Regions from separate parts of the Sus scrofa genome. Here region 2 is linked to region 1. Evidence: chromatin contacts called from public HiChIP or PLAC-seq data. All regions are on one chromosome and are shown on one strand. The core of a region is the stretch at or near the end of the contact, and the rest is flanking DNA. Distances in the headings are between cores, read along the strand shown.

The links. HiChIP or PLAC-seq counts read pairs in DNA pulled down with a chosen protein or histone mark.
Region 2: an H3K27ac HiChIP or PLAC-seq map of alveolar macrophages shows a contact between it and region 1. The contact joins two enhancer-like sites. A contact is called at or near these places in 1 of 47 Hi-C or Micro-C datasets (embryonic fibroblasts) and 1 of 2 datasets of contacts at active chromatin or transcription factors (alveolar macrophages).

Annotation. Positions count from the first base shown.
Region 1 is chr9:88,973,695-88,976,413 of Sscrofa11.1, reverse strand. All of the region lies in intron 2 of LOC110255482 (a long non-coding RNA gene), which reads left to right. Among named protein-coding and RNA genes, the nearest start is that of TMEM196, 120 kb to the right of the region's middle. Within about 2 kb of position 1,408, at least 22 of the 83 cell types and tissues checked have an H3K27ac peak or open chromatin away from gene starts, as enhancers often do. A contact at or near this core is called in alveolar macrophages, where this site is marked.
Region 2 is chr9:89,191,504-89,194,222 of Sscrofa11.1, reverse strand. All of the region lies in intron 2 of MACC1 (metastasis-associated in colon cancer protein 1), which reads left to right. Among named protein-coding and RNA genes, the nearest start is that of MACC1, 150 kb to the left of the region's middle. Within about 2 kb of position 1,317, at least 20 of the 83 cell types and tissues checked have an H3K27ac peak or open chromatin away from gene starts, as enhancers often do. A contact at or near this core is called in alveolar macrophages, where this site is marked.

The DNA.
Region 1 (2,719 bases), core at 159-2,658:
AAGATAGAAAACATTTTTCTGCAAATATAACTGAGTGCAATGGTAGCAATGTTCCTTATTCCATGAGGCTTATAGCAAGTCAAAGATAGATGAAGGCTGGTAGCTCTCAAACATATTCTCTATCAGGTAAAGTGAACCTGAGCTTGCTCCCATCTTTTCTCACAATGTGACAATGTGCCAGAATTTTATAGAATGGGAATTGTGATGCTTTCTTTTATTGCCTTGGCAGCACCAAACTAATCTGGCAACATTTAACTTATCAACCCAAGTACCAAGGTGAAATGGGGTTAGTGGGATACCTCAGGGAAAAAATATTTTGGTTGTCAACATAGCTCTCGCAAAGAAGTATGAGCTCCATACATGGTGATGGATTTTACATGACTGCAAACCCTCTCTCCTGACTTCTCCATTCCTTCAGCCCCTAAACAAGGAGGAACACTCCTATTTCCCCTCCTGGTCATGGGGTATAAAGTGGGGGATGTAGTAGAGACATCATCGGGCATATTCCAAGATGTGGTTCCAAGGTAACTACCTAAACAGACATAATAGATTTGCCTCTTGAGGGAATTCTACATCCTCACCTTTAAAGCAGCTCCACTAGACCCTTGTACACAATGTGTGTTTGGCGATGTGTGTATTTATATATGTGCCCACTCAGAATCAGGATTCCTTTCGGCATTTGGGGAATGCAGAATCCAGAATATCAAGTATTCCTAGAATATATTTGTGATTTTATTTTTAAAAAAATGGAAGAGGAGAAGGTGACTTCTATTTAAAGGTCTCTTTCCCCATGAATGATGTTGAGAAGTGCTTCCTAGAACCACTGCACATCAGAAGTAGAACTAGACATCTCCAGGCAAGAAACTGAAGAGACATGACTAGCAAAGCAAGACAAGTAAACTCCTCAAGCCCTATGTGAGCTTGCCAAAAGGCTAAGCCTTTATTTCAGGGTTGTTACCCCACCTTCTTTTACCCAACTTGGTAATGAAGAAACTATCTGCATAGTACTCAGACGAGTCATCCTTAGGAATGTGAACATTGAAGATAGCCAAGCAAGGGGAAATAGGTCAAAAGATATTGCACATAGTTAAAAATAGCCACCACAGAAAATGCCTTTGTATTTGGCATCACTCCTTCTCACATTCACTTTAATTGACCATTTGGCTCATTGTGCAAAGCAGAGAGCTTTTCACACCTCTGGGACATGGGGTTTATGGTCCGCTGCTGGCTGCCCCAAACCATGCGAACTGAAGAGCAAGGCAATTATTTCTACAATTGACACAAAATTTTTTTCTTTCATGTCAATAGCCTGTTTCCAATGAGAAAAAAATCACCCCCTCTCTGCTGATCAGTGTCTGTGGAAGAGCTATTCTCTGTTGAAGGCTCTCCTCCCTCCACTCCTTCTTGCGTGGTGTCAGATTATGTCACATGTCTAACCTTCCATTACACTCTCTGGCTGAGCCAACACAGCTGGATTCTCAGTCAACTATGAAGTTTAAATTGGTAACTCCAAATCTGTTCTATGAATTCCAGCAATAGCTGATTTGGCCAGAATTTCAAAATTATCTTCATGCTTGGGAGATTTTAAAAAGAAAGACAATTAACCAGTCTCAATGATTTACCTAAGAGAATGTACAAACCATCACATTCAACTCTTTTTTTTTTCTCCTGAAGAACGTTCCCATATATCTTTTTGTCCATTTGCATATTCCACAATTTATTGTAAGTACAGAGCCACAAACTTTGCCAATGGCTTAGGAAACTGTGTAACTATGTATTTATGACTAGACAAGTGCATAATGTGAACATACTGTTTTTTTAAAAATAATCTTTTTGGAGTTTTGAATTCAAGAAATAAGGAATTTTATTTTGCTTGTAGCAGAGCCATAAATCAGCATATGCTTAAGTAATCTGCAGGAAACAGCACTGTTTGGGGAAAATGATCTATCTATGATAACTAGTGAACAGACCTTATTAGGAACTAGGAGTTTGGGGGCTTTATATAAAGCATGTCAGAGAACATTCTGGCATTTGTCCAAAAGGATATACTGTTCTAAGGATAACTATGGGGTGTCAGTTGTTTTAAATTACTAAGCTCTCCCTCTGGACCCCTTCTCTGGAGATAACATTAGGCTATGGCCTCCGATCTTTGAAAACACATTTCATAGTATCTCTGTTCCTGGGTTGCTTTAGACCCCTGCATGGTTACCTGAGTACTAGTGAATCCCATGGAATTAGACAGTGTTACCCAGTCATAAGCAATTACTTAAATATCTTAAAGCAACAACTCCAAATGATGGAGATTTGAGGATTATCTGAGGAGAACTCTTGTAAAACTGATAATGGAATAGCACAATACAAGAAAGAAGCCATATGCTGGACTGTTAATTTTCTTGTTTGGAAAAGGGAATACCTTGAGGGTTTCATTAAAATTAGAACTTATATTTTTAAGGGATGAAAACAGTGTATAAATATAAATAATACTCTATTCCTCATGGTCAAAACAGATACCTTGTTTACAAGGCATTTCAGGATGAGTACACCACTAGGGATCCTAGAAAGTGTTGACTTTCCTTGTTATGTCCTCTTTCTTAGTCATTTTGCACATTTGCTGGTAATATCTGCTTAAATTTACCTGCTTATTTGTGAGTACCCTAAAAACAATTTTAACCTATTTTCCATCATAGTGACCTATTTTTCCAGGATTTAATAAAATTAC
Region 2 (2,719 bases), core at 68-2,567, 220 kb before region 1:
TTTGAATAACACTTTATGTTCTTTTGACTACTACTCACCTCTATGATTTCCTCTTCATTCATTTTTGGGGTTTAATTCTTATGTTCATAAGTTCTCTGTTGTTGCTATGTACTTCCTATTTAATTTAAGCAATTGTGCCTATTCCCTCATTCTAATCCTCATTTCAGAATATGGCTCTGAAGTGACTGTTTCCTCATAATTATGTGATGATCTTCCTGTTGTTGGAGGGTGTGGTGGGGGAGGGTGGTACTAGAGCATGGTGTTGGCTTCAGGCCAAGAGGTTGCCAGAGTGTCTATTGTGCTGAGTAAGGCAGGCCAAGCATTTCACCTGTGTACTTATCAGTATTTCCTGGGCTGAGCTGCTGCATTTGACACTCTACCACGTACTCCCAGGTCCCTTCTCTGGGTAATTCCCTTTTGCCTCAGATATCTTTGTCTAGGATGGTGCCTTTTTTTTTTTTTTTTAGTGTGTTTGAATTGGAGAAGTTCAGTTCTGCCAGCTCTTTGTCTGTGACCACATTCCCACCTTTGTAGCTAATGATTTTCCCTTCTACTCCCAGCTTCCTTGCGTAAGTATTGTATAAACCATGTAATCTGTCTGTGTCTCAATTTCTTATCTGTAAAAAGAGCTAATAACATCAGCTACTTTTCTGCTAAGATAGTCCTGAGGATTAATGAACTGATTTTCAAAAGACAAGTGTCTAAAATGATAGGCCATCCATAAATTCAAATTACTATTATTATCATCCTCCCTTTTTACTGCCACCAGAATAATAATTCATGGCAGAGCCTCCTTGGCCTGCCCACCTGTATCTCTCAAAAGTGTCTTATCTTAATAAATCTATTTCTTAAAAAAAAGAAAAAAAAGAATTCACGTAGGATCTAGTATTTGTAAAGAGGTTTGCATTTTTAAGTATTTTACAGTCTTTAATAATTTAGAAAAGCTTTTCTCTCCACAATCTCAGCATCATACTTCTGTGGACAAAGGATTTACTACTTTGTAGATCTTGTTTTCACAAACTCTTCATTGTTTTGCCAATTCCAATTATCAGTCCTATTTTATCTTCCATTTGAAGGATTTGTTTTATAGCAAGGCTTCTTGGGGTGTATGAGATTTATTCTTCTGATTGAATAATTTGGATAATATAAATGTAATTTGACTTATAAATCACTGACCCTTATGAAAATATTGTTTCGTTAGAAGGAAACTGGAGAGACTAAAAATGAGACTGAGATCTGAATGGAGAACTCCATAATGGAGACTTGGACCAGGGGCAGACTTCAGGAGCTTATCAAGACATGACTGAATAAGCATAGGGTGGAGCCTGGATAAAATGTTCACTTGTCAGGATAAGCTTTAAATGTTTACACTGGCCAGTGGATTCCCTTTTATCCCCTCTGCCCCACTATCCATTAAATTGAGTCCTTGGCAGTCCCACTTTGCTCATTGTTTATACCCTGAACTAGCATTATACACTTGGCTCTTTATCCCTCTTGATCTCCCATGCTGCCTTTGGATCCAGTGCCTAATTCTGGTTCAGAAAAGTCCCTGGGACTTTACCCAGGCACTAGTTTAATTAGTGCCAGGTTTTTCCCAGCACTTATGGAAAGGGATTAGGTAATGCTTTGATCAATATCTTTTTGGCAGTGATTTGCTTCTCTTCCCCCCACTTTTCTCCATACCCCAGGTATCCTGTACTCTCTGGGACATCCAGATATATGTTGTCTTCCTGAGGTTTCTTTGCTAATACCTAAACTTAGACCTTCCTCTAATTTCCTTCTCTACTTGGATGAGTCAGTGCAGTAACTGGAAGAAAGTCTGCCCTCATGACTTTGGTATTTCAGAGTTTCACCGCTAGGGAGTGGTGTTTTCTTCTTATGATCCTTGTAATTGTTTATGTTGAAATGATTTTTATTAAATAAATATTTATATAAATGAAATTACCCATATATTCTAGTGGACATAATAAGCCTATATATCATAAGGAATAAAAATTAAAAAAAAAACAACAATAAATGATAGCTTTGGATCATTTCTCCTAAAGTCATGATGTTAAGTCTACTAGATGATCAAAATTTGACTCAAACTTTTTCGTTCCATCTGAAGTTGAGTGTAAAGAATAATGACCTTCAACTTTGTAGCTCAAATATGGCTTTTTCAAAACTTTACATGATGTTTTCAAAGTTTATCAGGATCTTTGTGCATCATGCAATTACATTCTACTTCCTTAGTTTTGTTTTTGTTTTTGTTTTTTTTGTGTGTGTGTCTTTTGTCTTTTGTTGTTGTTGTTGTTGTTGTTGTAGTTATTGTTGCTATTTCTTGGGCCGCTCCCGCGGCATATGGAGGTTCCCAGGCTAGGGGTTGAATCGGAGCTGTAGCCACCGGCCTATGCCAGAGCCACAGCAACGCGGGATCCGAGCCGCGTCTGCAACCTATACCACAGCTCACGGCAACGCCGGATCGTTAACCCACTGAGCAAGGGCAGGGACCGAACCCGCAACCTCATGGTTCCTAGTCGGATTCGTTAACCACTGTGCCACGACGGGAACTCCCTTAGTTTTTTTTTTTTAAAGAATTATTATTTTTTTCTTTTTTAAATTTTTATTTCCCCAGTGCAATTTTTTTTCTACTGTACAGCATGGTGACCCACTTACACATACATGTACACATTCTATTCTCTCACAATATCATGCTCCATCATAAGTGACTAGACATAGT